Regions from separate parts of the Mus musculus genome. Here regions 1, 2, 3 and 4 are each linked to region 5. The links are chromatin contacts, called in public promoter capture Hi-C maps. All regions are on one chromosome and are shown on one strand. The core of a region is the stretch at or near the end of the contact, and the rest is flanking DNA. Distances in the headings are between cores, read along the strand shown.

Region 1 (2,700 bases), core at 96-2,595, 2.4 Mb before region 5:
AAGAAGAGGCAGGAAAGATGGCACAGCAGTTAAGAGAGCACACCGCTCTTGTACAGGATCCCCGTTTGGTCCCCAGCACTCACAGTGGGTGACTCACAATGCCTATGATTCCAGCTTCAGGAAGATCTGATGCCTCTGGCCTATATGGGCACCCACACTCACACACACACACAATTAAAAACAAGTCTTAAAACAAAAGCAGATTTGTTAAGAAAATCCAAAGACTAGATATATAAAACAGATGCTCAGCACATCAGTTCAATACCCAGCACCAAAAACAAAATAAAACAAGTAAATACTGTAAATGTGGGGGCTGGAGATATAGCTTAGTGGTAGAGTAATTCCCTGACACTGTTTGAGGCCATTGGTTCCATCCTGAGCAATGCAAAATAAAAAATAAAAATAAACCCCAAACCCTTAGGCATAGGTCCAAGATCACCCTCAGACTCTCCACTAGGGGAAGAGACTAAGAACAAATTGTCTGTGCTCATGCCTATGAATTTACAGAACTTTTAGATTTCAACCATCTTCTGTTCTTTTTTTACTTACTAGGCACAGCTCTGGGCCATTTCAAGTACCTGTCTACTGAAGTCTTAATAGGCATTGCCTCTTCCTGGCATCAAAAGCAGCCATTTTAGCAGAGGTTGGTGTGGATACAAACAAAACGAGTAAGTTAACACACACCTCACCCCAACAAACATGTCTTCTAAAAACACAAATGTCAGCAGACATGTCTTGTAAAATACTAATGTTAAACACACACACACACACACACGCTACTTCTAATTTCCTGCAGGATCTCAGGCAAGTTATTTCGTATCTGGAACTCCACCTTCTCTGTAAGCTGTGAGCCTGTTAAGATCCAGGCGACTTGTGAAGACCTGCGGGTCCTAATTAATACTGTGGGTCCCCCAAAGATGTAGTACTGATGGTCCTTTTCTGGGTCCAAACCCCCAACCCCGAAGAGAAGATCCAGGCACCCGGGGGGAGGTGAGTAGTAGAGGAGAATTCGAATACAAAGCCATGTGAAGATGTGCGTTCTCCGAGCAAGAGTCCGGAGCTGTCAACAGGGTCCATGGCTGAAAGAGCCTATAGACTAGAATCTCGGAGCTTTTCCCATTTTGTCAAACTCCAAGGTCCCGGGACTCCCGAGCCTGTCCGCACCTTCAGCTCCGGGGGCTAAGCGGGGCTTGTCTCTCGTCTTCCTGAGCCCCAGGCGGGGCTTTCTGCGCTCAGGCTCTGTCTGGCCAGCTGCTACCTTCTGCCTCGTTCCCCAAGCATTACACGAGCAAGACCCAGCCAGTCACTCTGGGCGCCGCCATGTTGGCAAAACAACAACTTTATCGAAAGGGGAGGCCGCGGACACAGACAGGAGAGGCGGAGCCAAGAGGGAAAGGCGAGATGCGGGAGAGACAGCGCTGACTCCGCCCCCAAGCTGCTCGCCCAGGGCTGACCCCGCCCAGGCCTCGCCCTCTACGCCTGCTATCGGTACAAATTCTGCTTACCGGATTGTCCCGGTCTTACAATTAGAACAGAAACGAGGGAGATGCTAAAGGATGAAGTGACAGGTGGTTAAAAGAGCTCTGGGGTGGTTCAAGGCCAGGGTTTGAATCTCAGCGTCACAGAAGCTGCTACTGGGCTGGCTTGTCTGACTTTTTGATCCATTATGGGCCTGGTGAGGATTGAAGCACTTTTCATCCATCATATCAGGTGATCTTCTAGCCCCAGGAGGAGAATTACCTAGCCCGGAGTAGAGCGGGGAACAAAATGTACTGACAGGAAAACAAGCTGTCTGACCTCCTTCCTTATGGGGTTAATGTGCCCCATCGCCCAGCACGCACTGCATGGAGCAAGAGCTTCTTGCCTTGTAATAAATCAAGGAATTGCAAAGGAACAATGGTGTAATTACACTCTATCTTTTAAAGGAAGAATCTTTTTAAGGCCACATGTGAGAAGTGTACTGAGATTTGCAAATAGTGCAAAATGGTTGCTATCCAGTAATAGCGGGGGGGTGGGGGGGGAGGGGGGAAACAATGTCTGAGTGCCATCTCTTCCTACAGGGCTAAAATCAATTGTAGCTTCACAGACAATCCATCCCGTCACTGTATGTATAATCTCCATCTTAGTTTCTGTCCTTACATGGGTCAATGCAGTCCATAAGGAGACCAGCAGGGGTGTACACTCCTACAGAATAAAACTTCATTCTGTGTGCCACCCAGGAAACATAGGAAGCTTTTGTCCATTTCCAAGACTTCAACGACGACAACAAAAACAGTCTCCTGATCATTTAAAGCTCAAAACACCAGGTTGTTCTAGACCAGCATCAAACCTCACCTGGAAACCAATTCTGTGCCACCATTGCCCTGATACAGTTCACACTAGGTTTCCACTGCACTGGCTTCCCATCCCCCACCCCCAGAAGTGCCCTCCTTCAATTTCAGCTGACTCTCCCCATACTCTTTCCCCCCACACAACCCCCTCCCATCCTCACCCACCCCCCCAATCCTCCCATAAAATCTAATCTACCTTCCCAGGTCGGTTCCTATGTCTCCCAAGACCCCTCCTCTTTACATAACCTCTCTGTTTCTAGATTGTAGCTTGATTATCATTTACTTAATGGCTAAAATCCTAAAATCCCCTTATAAGTAAATACATACCATATTTATCTTTCAGATTCTGGGTTACATCACTTGGGGTTTT
Region 2 (2,700 bases), core at 47-2,546, 2.6 Mb before region 5:
TGAGACCTAGTGTAAGATCATGTTCAGCCCTTCAACAACTATCAGGTGGACAATAACCTAATTTGCCAGTAAAGGACATGTGACTCGGGCCGGACATAGACCAGTAAGTACACTTTGCTTCAACTGTCACCAATAAGGTGATTATTCACTTTACAAAGGAAAACTAATTAAAAGAAATGTGGAAGGAAGGGTGGCGCTGGGCTTTTCAAAGAGAACTGTATGTAGCAAGCAGAAGAGGCATAAAGGGTGAACACAGCAAAACATGAAAAGTGTTGGGCAGATGGCCTCCCTCCAAATTCTGGACTCATAACTTTACACCTTCAGTTATTCATTGGGCGTACCCAAACTACATTTGTTTCCTGCAAACGAACTGGGATGTCTATGTCTAATTAACAGGATAATTTAACTTGGCTTTTCGAAAGTTATATTTGCTTCTGCTACTAAAGGCATTCCCAGACCGTGGTAAATTATTAAAGCGGTTAGGGCGAAGTTATTCACAAACAAGGAGTGTAGGTGCTGAGGGTAACACAAGAGAAATTATCCCCCATCTCCTCTAACCCAGGACGAGCCAAAGAGCTTATAAATGTCTATTTTTTTTTTTTTTTGCACCTCTAAACATCCAGTGGCTGGGCCTCAAAACCTCAAGTCCTGGCTTTGCCAAAACTCAACATTGCTACGCCAAAATAGAGGCGAGCCTACTGTAGCTGTCGACGCAGTCTGTTGGAATAAGCACAGTAAATTCGACCGGCCCTTAGGACATCTGACTAAATTATTGCTGCGCCCTAAGAAGGACCCGTCATTGAGACTCCCAGGCCCAGAAAGCCTGAAACCAAGAGAAAGGTTAGCTCTGCCGGCGGACGTCAGAGCACGCCCGGTGAAAAAGGCCTCTCCCGGAGGCCACCCAGGGAAAGCTGGCTGCAGCCTCCGGTGCTGCGGGCTGCGGCTCGGCTCACCGCGCCAGGTCCAGCGGCGGGCGAGGCTGCGGGACACTGGCCTACGCTGCAGCCAGGCTGGACGGGGAAAGCCCAGCCCGCGAGCTCGGCCGGTGCGGGCCGCACACTCCCGGGCCTCGGCGCCCGCTCGCCCCTCCGCCCTTCCTGTCAGCGGCCGCAGCCCGCGGGACTCACAGCTTCAGATGCTCGTAGGCTGCGGCCGCCATCGTGCAGCTTCCTCCTCTTCGCTCCACCCGCAGTGTAGCCCGCTGCCACCCCGGCTCCGCGGCGACCGCTCCCCAGGCGCGGTGGTCAAGGAGCCTCGGCCTGGCCCCACCCCCTCCCGGGTCCGCCTCTCGGGCGAGCACGGGAGCCGGCGGCGGACAAACCAGTGAGCTGCGAGGCACGCCTCCGATGCGCGGATTGGAGCGGACCAAAGAACGCCGTGACGTCGCCTCTGGGGATTGGTGTAACGCGTTGCAGAGAAAGGCGGAGTCCCGGTAGCTTTGCACTGAGTCGCGACATTCAACAAACCGACCAGACTGAGGTTAGAAGCAGGAAGCATAGTGAAGCTGTGTAATTGGAGATCACTTATCGTGGAGGAGGCCTCCTCAGCACCGGGCCAGTGGCGCAATGGATAACGCGTCTGACTACGGATCAGAAGATTCTAGGTTCGACTCCTGGCTGGCTCGACGTGTGCGATCTTTTTCCTGAACCTTGGAAGGCCTGCTTGAAAAGGATCATAGCTAGATTGTCAAGGTCAAATGTCTTACGTTTTAATGTTGCTTTGCGAAAAAATAATACCTTCTTGGCTGTATTTGAAACCCGGAGTTACCTAAAACGGTTTGCAAGTTTCCTAGCTCCCCTGTTCTTAAAATTGCGCAGGAGTCTGGAAATGTACTCTTACGAAAACACTCTTGAGAGTGGAGGTTTGCAATCAGGGACAGGGACATGCGTGGCCAATGTCTTCCCACCCGATGACGGAAAAATCTCACCGAAAGCTCCTAGCTGGTAGAACACAGACGGCACTGACATGAGAAGGGCGTAGCTTCTGCTCTTCATGATTGGTACAGCGGCCTTGGCTAGCTCCGCTTGCAAAGCCGACCTAGCCTCCACTGCACAAGGAAACCTTAAAAATTCGGGGATTTCGCAGTAAGAGGCCCAGAAAAACGAGTACATGAACATTTTACGTAAGACCTGAGATAGCCAGAAACAGATGTGACGAAGGTGGATCGGGAGCAGGGCTCAGCCTATTCATTAACCAGTCACTCCATGATTAAGTTGTCCTAGAAAACATACCCCACTCCCCAGGAGTTTATTAAAACTGTATCAGATAAAGGAAATTATTGGGGCAGAATTAGACCAAGGACCAAGGGGTGTGGCTCACTCCTGCAGTCCATACTGCTGGATATAGACCAGGCCAAATGGCTGCCTTTGCTTTCCAGAGTACTGGAATTTAAGGTACAAGATACCATACCAGGCTTCTACACTTCTGAGGATTTAGTTTGCTTTTAATGAAGTTATAGTGGGTTGTTTCTCGAGACCGGGTTTCCCTGTGTAGTTTTGACTGTCCTGGAACTTGCTCTGTAACCAGGCTGGCCTCCAACTCAGAGATCCCTGCCTCTGCCTCCTGAATACTGGTGTAAAAGCACGCACCACTACTGCCCAGCTAACAGTATTTTTTGTTTGCTCTTTAATTTTTTGTCTGAGATTTGAGATCATTAATATGCATTGTTGTCAGTTTTAGCACTTAAAAAAAATGAGGGTT
Region 3 (2,700 bases), core at 50-2,549, 2.0 Mb before region 5:
AAAAACCACACATGCCAGCACCCATATTCAGAAGCTCACAACCACTCATAATGCTAGCTCTAGAGTATCCAACCACTCCACGGCCATCTTCACCCACACAAGCAACCTACACACAAACTACACTCGCAGCTGTGCACACATATACACATGCATGTGCACTCACATACACACCAATAATTAAAAATAATTTAAGAAAGATAATAGGCAATATAAGAGGTGGCACTCATATACGTTGGAAGTGGGGGATTAAATCAATCTCTTTGTGATGAAAACAGATTAATATATATATTAGTCTACTCATAATCTGCACTTCTTTTTTCTATGTTTTTTTCCTCAGCCATCAATCACAATCTAAAACAACTAAATAGAAAATTCAGAATGAAACAATTTCTAAGCCTTTTTTTTTTTTTTTTTTTAAACAAGGTCTCAATATAAAGCCTCATGCTACACAACTCTTTTTAGCCAGGTACTATAAACACTACTCTCCTAACAGTCTCAGCCATTTGTTATTAGATCAAGTGGCTATATCACAATGCTTGTGTTCAAGTGACTTTTGGATACTAACTCTGTCATACTGTCTACAGAATTTCTCTCAGCAAGTAGACACCGTAGAATCTCATAGGATAAAAGACCGGTATAATAAGACACTATGTCAAAGACTACTTTCAAATAACTATTACTGTCTATTACTATAATTGAGGCAAAGACTACTTTCAAATAACTATTACTGTCTATTACTATAATTGAGGTATTTTAGTATTAGCTAATCTTAGTACACTTAGTTTACAGAGCACATTATCTATAGGGTTCTGTACTAAGATACAGTTCTGGTTTCAGGAACTCATGAAGTCTTGCATGAAGAATGGGAACTGTTGTAAAGGGACCGTTGCAATTCGCTTTAAAGTTCCCTCCTCTGAGGGTAGGCCACCGAAGGGAACACAAATCCCTTCCCTTCAAAAAAGGCAGAAATAGGTAATCAAGCATCAAGTGCAGCGCAAGGGCCGCCCTCAGGACACCAGAAGCCAGCAAGGAAACAGCAGGGTCCCATGCACAGAGAAGAGCGCTCGGGTGTAGGGTGGCCGAGGCGGGACGCCCGCGCTCCGTGAGGAACTCGGGTTCCCACTGCGTGTGCCGTCGTCGCCCTCGCGGGGCGCCCTAAGAGGTGACGCCCCGTAGCACCGGCATCTGCCAGCGGCGATGAGTTCACCAGGCAGGCTCGCAACTTACATTTGCAGCCGGGGGCCATGGCGACCCCGTCCGAGATTCGCTTACGCCAGGACCACCAGAATCCTCCCTTCAAGATGGCCGCAGATTTGAATTTGGCGCCCCAACGGACCACGCCTCCTGGGCGTGGTCGGATGGCGTCACTAACACGGTCTACGTCAGAAGTCCGCGCGGGCGACAGACACTTTGTACCCTGCCAAGTCTGCCGAGTGCTATTTATTGTTGGTCAGAACCAGAACTACCATGAGCAAGCGGAACCAAGTGTCCTATGTGCGGCCCGCAGAGCCCGCCTTCCTGTCCCGCTTCAAAGAGAGAGTCGGCTACAAGGAGGGGCCCACCGTAGAGACCAAGGTGAGGCCGCGGGAGTCGCCCCGAGTCAGACCCTCTATCTCCACCCCACTTCCGGCTCCTCGGTGCCGACGTAACTGACAGGTCCCTCACTCGCGACCAGCCGGACCCCAGGTCTGGCCTCTCGGGTCCAGGAATTCTTACTTGCAGGGTGCTATTCTTGAAAACGACCTAGCCCTAGTAGCTAGTCTAGACAGCTTTTCTGTCCTTTCTTACTTGCGGATCTCACTTTACCTGAGCAAGGTGATTGACAGCGTCGTCCCCTTTTTCAGATAAGGAGACCGAAGCCACTTGATTAAACGACTCGAATCAGGAGTCTTTGAAGGAATCAGCCAGGACTAGTAGAACCCCTGCTGTTTACCAAGCTGTGTGTCTCAAGATAGGGAAATGAAACAGTACTTCTCAAAGGGGGTTGTCTAATGAAGGTAACATTGAAAACACAATGCGTTCTTGCTGCCGAGAAGCTATGCACAGGTCAAACAAGAGGACATGCAGTTGTGTTCAAAAGCGCATCTAGGGATTCTTTAGTTTTGAGGGCTAGCTATGTAAGAGATGGCCTGGAGCATCCTAGACACAGTTTGAGAAAAAAAGACAGACATAATGGACAGTTGAGTACTCAAACTTAGTTGTCTAGACTCTTAGAAGCTGTGAAAGTTACATGGGATAAAATATAGTAGTGGGCAAAGGCCAAGTCATGCAGGGTATTCCCCATAAGATGACTGCCCAAAATTAAATATTAGACAGTTGCTTGAAAAATGAGATAATTCTGTATTTATCTCAAAGTATGCAAAACCTTTCTTAGTTAAAAAGTAGAAATGTTTTGACTTAGCTGACAAAATATAATTGTTACATTTGTACAGTGAGTACTAGGTTTCTGTTTGATAAATTTCAAAAGTTAAACAATTATGTACAGTATTGTTTATGTACAAAACCTTTTATATAACTATTTGTGTGTCCTTGAATAGCAGCTAATAGTATCTGCTGGGCAGTGGTGGCACATGTCTTTGAATCCTAGAACTCAGAATGAAGAAGCAGGCAGATCTCTGACTTCCAGACCAGCCTGATCTACAAATGGAGTTGCAGGGCAATGAAGGCTAAACAGAGGAAACCCTGTCTTGAAAAACAAAC
Region 4 (2,700 bases), core at 20-2,519, 2.2 Mb before region 5:
CCTAATGACTGAATTTTGGCATTCCTTACTCTATATGAAGTAGAAAATAACAGTATGTCATATGATTTAGAAAAGAACATGCTTTCACTTGCATTATGTAGTTTAAATGGTAACAGGTCACCTTACTATGATGACTACATCACAAGATCAACTGTAGGGACAAGGCTTGTAGAATACTAGATTATGGTTGCCAGGAAACATTCTTCACTTCTCTTGAACGTTCAAAAGCAGGACTGAGCCCAGATCGCGGTAGTCATTGTAGCTACCCAAAGATCTAAGCGCCCCACAAGTAAAACAGGTAAATCAACAATTACACCATAGACTACCAGTCTGCTTTGAAAAATTCTTCTCAGCGGGTGGTGAAAAGGCATGCCTTCTGCCAAGGCAGGACTGATAGGAGTTACACACCAGCCTTGGATATAAAGCTCTCCTCCTCAAAAAAAAAAAGCAAAAAAACAAAAGGGTTGAGAATGCGGTTCCATGATAGAATGCCTGCCTAGCATGCACAAGGCCAAGAGGTTCAACCTCCAGCACCGCCAGAAAGAAAAACACTCCCTATTTTTCTCTATTTGTAAGACATGTGTGTGTATATGTCAGCGTGATTTCTCTTAAGATTGGGTCTTTATAGCTCAGTCTGGCCTTAAACTCCTGATTCTCTTGTCTCCACTTCCCAGCTGCTGGGATTACAGGTGCCAGCCACCAAGGTCTGGAGCATGCTAAGCACGCACTCTATTACCGATGCATTTCCTTCTTTCCTGTTTTTAGGGGGTGTGTGGCGTGTGGTGTTTGCTGTCAGAATTTTAAAGTCCTTTTCCCCCTCGGATACACGGCCTCTGTGTGCAAAGTCACCAGAGTCCATTCACGTGCCGCTATTCTGATTACAGGATCTCGGGCACTGCACTCTCAGGTCGTGCAGAGGCCACAAGGACATTCCTTCATTAAACTGCAGCCTCGGGAACTGCCCGCCCGCCGCTCCCTGATGAGCTAGGAATCTCCTCCATCCCGAGAGCTGTGGACATCTAGGCATACAGGACGCACACTCGCTGCAGCACTAAGCCTCGGGCGTCCGTCCTGACCACGTGGCCGCCCCGCACCTCCTCCCTGCGCAATATGGCCTGCACTCGCGGCCGCCACCGCTACCTGCACTCCATGAACGATGTAGACCTTCTCGGCCTCGCTTAGCGCCACCGACGCCATGCTGCTCAGCTCACCGCGCGCGCTGGCGTGTCATCAGCTCGCGCCTCTCCCCACCGCGCCTGCGCGTCATCAGCCCGCGCGGTGGCCGCTCCCGCAGCCGCGGCTGCCGCCACCGCCTGGAGCTCCATGGGCTTCTCCTTCGCACCGCCCCGTGTGAGGCCGAGTCCGGCAAGCCGTGGCGCCGGGTGCCCGTGCCATCGCGGACGCTGGCGGCTGGGCCCCGGGGCAGCAGCAGGCGGCGCGGGACTGCTAGCTGCCTCCAGATTGACGGTCAGTGCAGTGGGGAAGCCCCAGAAGGAGGGAGGCGCGGGGCCCCAGCCGGGACTGGATGGGAAGCGCGCAACCCGAGCGCTCGGGCCGGAGTCGAAGTAGCCGAGCGCGCGCACGTGAGACACTTCAGGAAGGCGGAAGTCGTGCTGCCCATGAGGGACCATCTCCTCAACCCCCTCCTAGTTGGTCCCTAGGATGGCTGAAGGAAAGAGACCATGGATCCCTCATTAGGTCACTGGTCGGGAAGGGTCTGCACCAGGAATGGGGCGCCAGCTTCTCAATTTTCTCACCCCTCCTTCCATTCCAGGGATCGATCTCTGTCCTGTCTTCCCTCATCCTTTCCTCCCCTACTGCCCATCATCAGATAATGGCCCAGAGCTTTGCAAGTTACCCTTGCCCCGTGCGGTTGCTGGAGTATTGTCCCAAAGAGAGTAGGGAGAGTGTCTTGCACTTCGGGATGCCTGGATGGAAGGGATCTCCGGGGAAGATGGATAACTTCATGAAAGAAAACCGACCCTGGGAGGATATGGGACCTAGGTTATCCAGAAAGGATGCCTGCAAGGTGAAGCTGGGGTCATAGTGAGGGGCCCTTTAAGGAAGAGAGGGGATATGAACTAAGTTTTAAAGGGTCTCTCTGAGAAAATGAGGGGAGACTTGGTAGAGACTTACCTGGTGTTCTATTTTAAACAAAAGTAACCCTTCAGCTTAATCATCAAGAAATAAAAGGTGCTGGCCACCCTTTGCCTTTAATCCCAGCGTTTGGGAGACAGAGCTAGGCGGATCTCTGAATTCGAGGTCAGCCTGTTCTACACTGTGAGTTCAAGGACAGCCTGAGCCACATAGTGAGATCCTGTCTCAAAGACACTGCCCCCACTCGTCGAAAAAAGGCTTTTTTTCTCTTGTGCTAACTAAGTAAGTAAACAGAACACTAACCAGAGTCCTCCAGGGTAGAAGGGAAGGCTCTTGTGAGCATAGCCACAGAGCATGGTGATTAGAGTTGTCATAGTGGATTACTGACTACGCTGAGATTTCAACAGTAACAGGAAGTGCCTGGCTATATTCCTAGGTACTGAACTGTTAGCTGCTGAGCCCTCAAATGATAGCCTCTTCTTGATAGACTGGATATGAATTTCCTGCGTCCATACATAATACTTACTACAGGTGCTCCTGAGACGGCTTCCTGTAGGGTTGGACTTTGCCCTCTAGGGTAACTGGAAAAGGTGGAGCCAGACG
Region 5 (2,700 bases), core at 63-2,562:
TTCCTAAATCCCAGACAAAACGCTTCACAACTTGGCCATGTGAAAAACATGAGGCAGACTTTATCAAAGGCAAAGCTGCCGTCTCCTCAGCTTGCTGTCTGGTCTAAGCCACCATTATTCATGGCACAAAGCTCTCGTTTCACTAAAACCACTCCTCGATTTCCTCTCGCCGACCTCCGCATACCAGCAGCCCAGCCGCTCTCCATTCAGAGCTCAGGCCCCGGGAGGGGGGCTGCGGGGGGCGCGGGGGAGGGGAGCCCACAGATGTCTGGAGACCCGAGCCCGAGACAAAGCTGCCCCGCAGCCAGCGGGCTCACCGGAGCGGGCCTGGGGTACCGAACTTGGGAGCGTCGGTTCCAAGTCTGGTCCCCCAAACAACACTCAGAACAAGTCGCCAGGCTCCCACGCCCTGGCGGTCCGCGCTCCGGCCACTCCGTCTCGCTCAGAAAGCAAACGCGCTGGGGAGAAACACTTGGAGCGGACCCCACACTTACTGGCTAAGGGCAAGTCCCCCTCCCCCAAGCCCAGGTTTCGGATCCCGCGCACCTCCCCCCCCCCCCGCCTCCAACACCAGGAGTGGCCGGTGACTCGTCCACGGTCCCAAATTCCCGCCAGGACCTCGGCCCCGCAGCCACCAACCCCACGCGAGTCCAAGAAGCCACCCTCCGAGAACACGCTCCTGACGCATCCCGCCCGCTGCATCCAAGTTTGGCGACTCCACGGCTTAAAGTTGTTTGGATTCAAACTCACAGTCAGGTCGTTGCAGGGAGAAAAAAAAATTTGTCTGTGCGTGCTCCACGAGGGACAGAGGGGACGAGCGCCAGGTCTCGCGTCCCCCCGGCTCCGCGGGCCACGGAGGCGAGGCCCCCGCCCACCCCGCCCCCGCGGCGGCCCCAGCCCGGACGCGAACCGCGGTCCCCACCCCCCACGGCGGCCAGCCGTCCATCCGGGCTCCCGGCGCGCGCCCGCCCGGCCCCGGCCCCAGCCCGCGCGTCCCCGCGGCCTCCCGCCGCCACCCGGCCCGCGAAGTTTCCCGCTGGCGCGGCGCGAGCCGGCCCGCCGCGGCGCCGCACCTCAGGCCCGCGCGCTGCTCACTCGCGGCCGCCCGCTCGGCCTCGGCCTCCTGCACTGACGGCTCGGCGCCCACCGTGCTCCGTCTCCGCCTCCCCGGGCCGCGGGCTTCACAGGACACGAGCTGACGCGGCCGCCACCGAGCGAGGGCTTAAGATGGCGCCGCACAAGGAGCGATTTATAAGCGGCGCGGCACCGTGTATCCTGCCGCTGCCGCTCCGCGCGGAGCGTTCCGCCGCGCGAGGACGAGGGGCGGGGCGCGGGCGGGCCGGGGAAAGTAGTCCCCGCCAGTCCGAGTCGCTCTGCGCGTGCGCCGCCGGGAGGGGCCGAGCCGGGGCGGGGCGTCCAGACGCCGCTCCATTGGAAACTAAAGGAATCGAGAGCGGGCCGCCGCCGCGGGCCGGGTGGAGTGCGGCCTCGGACGGCGCAGGTTCGAGGCTGCCATCACCGGTGCACCGGCCGCCACACCCCTGAACCACCATTGGACCCCACCACACTTTACCGCTCCCAGGAGTGTCCCGCTTCCCTTCCCGCTGTGCCTCTGGAATCCGGACAGGGAACCTGGGGCCCAGCCACCTTTCCTCCCCACCCCAGGAGGCCTTGGAGTCCCCAAGAGTGTCTGCGAACATCTATTAACAAGTGATTCAGCTCCACCACTGCGTTCACCAGCGTGATTCCTAGAAACCCCATCTTACCCAGACTCACTGGGTCAGTAGAACCAGGCGTGGGGACCAAGGACAGCGATTTTTCTGTATTGTTTGAGAAACTCGAGTGTGTTGCTGAGAGGACCTGTGGGTAACCTCTTAAATTTTCAAAACTAATTTTGTATCCTTCGAGAGCTCCCCCCCCCCCAAATCATGACAATAGGGTGAAGTTGGATCTTCTCTTGGAAATGGCCCCATTGTTGTCCTTCACGATTGGCACTTGTCAAAACTGGAGCAGTTGGGGTGAATTGGCTGTCTCCAGCCTATTATTCTGAGCTCACGTCTCTTCCCAAACAATGGCAACAGGGAAAGTTGCCCCACTGCCTTCTTTCATCCCAGCGCTGTAATTAACGCAAGTAAACAATAGGTCCTTATGTACAGGTACTGGCAGGAAGCCCATGCATCACTGAGGCAGGGCCGGTGCTGTAGGGCCAGCTTAGTTTTTAAATGACTCAATTTTCTATCTTAAAGACATATCACCGTAACTCTGTGAACCACCACAGTCCACCATGCTGGAGCTGCTCAGTGAGGGCCTTTGTCTAGACCTTTCCCCTCTGCAGCTCTGCTCGGATTTCCGGAGAGTAAACTCTGCTGCTGGCTGGGGCTGACTTGGCCTGCCATAACTCAGAGAGATAGAGCAGGAAAAGGTATTTTACCAAAGCCCTACCAGTGGTGGTTGCAGCTACCAACCCCTAATTTTAATTGTCACATGCAGAGTTAAAGAATATTTGGTCGATTCGTTTAAAATTAGATAGCTGACTTCACCTCTGTCCGGGGTTTCCTTTCTTTTCTTTTCTTTTTCTTTTTTTTTTTGGGGGGGGGGGGGGTTCCTTTCTTTTCTTTTTCTTTTTTTTTTCTTTTTGACACTTGCTTCTTTTTCTGTGTCCCAATTTTGCTTCTTTTTTAAAGGGCACACTATTAAAAC

The links. Promoter capture Hi-C pulls out the DNA fragments that hold promoters and counts their contacts.
Region 1: a promoter capture Hi-C map of erythroid cells shows a contact between it and region 5, with 17 times the contacts expected there. The contact joins the promoter of Lars2 here to the promoter of Ctnnb1 in region 5. A contact is called at or near these places in 2 of 39 promoter capture datasets (erythroid cells and pre-B cells).
Region 2: a promoter capture Hi-C map of erythroid cells shows a contact between it and region 5, with 12 times the contacts expected there. The contact joins the promoter of Sacm1l here to the promoter of Ctnnb1 in region 5. A contact is called at or near these places in 1 of 39 promoter capture datasets (erythroid cells) and 1 of 484 Hi-C or Micro-C datasets (neutrophils).
Region 3: a contact with region 5 is called in a promoter capture Hi-C map of erythroid cells, with 10 times the contacts expected there. The contact joins the promoter of Kif15 here to the promoter of Ctnnb1 in region 5. A contact is called at or near these places in 2 of 39 promoter capture datasets (erythroid cells and liver).
Region 4: a contact with region 5 is called in a promoter capture Hi-C map of pre-B cells, with 2.5 times the contacts expected there. The contact joins the promoter of Zdhhc3 here to the promoter of Ctnnb1 in region 5. A contact is called at or near these places in 2 of 39 promoter capture datasets (erythroid cells and pre-B cells).

What each region holds. Positions count from the first base shown.
Region 1 is chr9:123,365,572-123,368,271 of GRCm38.p6, reverse strand. It overlaps Lars2 (leucyl-tRNA synthetase, mitochondrial), which reads right to left and starts at 1,345. Exons shown (of 21, transcript NM_153168.3): 1 at 1,165-1,345.
Region 2 is chr9:123,528,349-123,531,048 of GRCm38.p6, reverse strand. It overlaps Sacm1l (SAC1 suppressor of actin mutations 1-like (yeast)), which reads right to left and starts at 1,296. Exons shown (of 20, transcript NM_030692.5): 1 at 1,128-1,296. The coding sequence starts at 1,159. n-TRacg2 (a tRNA gene) reads left to right here and starts at 1,552; the gene lies at 1,552-1,624.
Region 3 is chr9:122,949,680-122,952,379 of GRCm38.p6, reverse strand. It overlaps Kif15 (kinesin family member 15), which reads right to left and starts at 1,299. Exons shown (of 35, transcript NM_010620.1): 1 at 1,228-1,299. The coding sequence starts at 1,246. 1110059G10Rik (RIKEN cDNA 1110059G10 gene) reads left to right here and starts at 1,380. Exons shown (of 3, transcript NM_025419.4): 1 at 1,380-1,575. The coding sequence starts at 1,468.
Region 4 is chr9:123,111,763-123,114,462 of GRCm38.p6, reverse strand. Zdhhc3 (zinc finger, DHHC domain containing 3) reads left to right here and starts at 1,269. Exons shown (of 7, transcript NM_001372538.1): 1 at 1,269-1,467. Exosc7 (exosome component 7) reads right to left here and starts at 1,232. Exons shown (of 8, transcript NM_001081188.1): 1 at 1,141-1,232. The coding sequence starts at 1,197.
Region 5 is chr9:120,932,012-120,934,711 of GRCm38.p6, reverse strand. It overlaps Ctnnb1 (catenin (cadherin associated protein), beta 1), which reads right to left and starts at 1,312. Exons shown (of 15, transcript NM_007614.3): 1 at 1,074-1,312.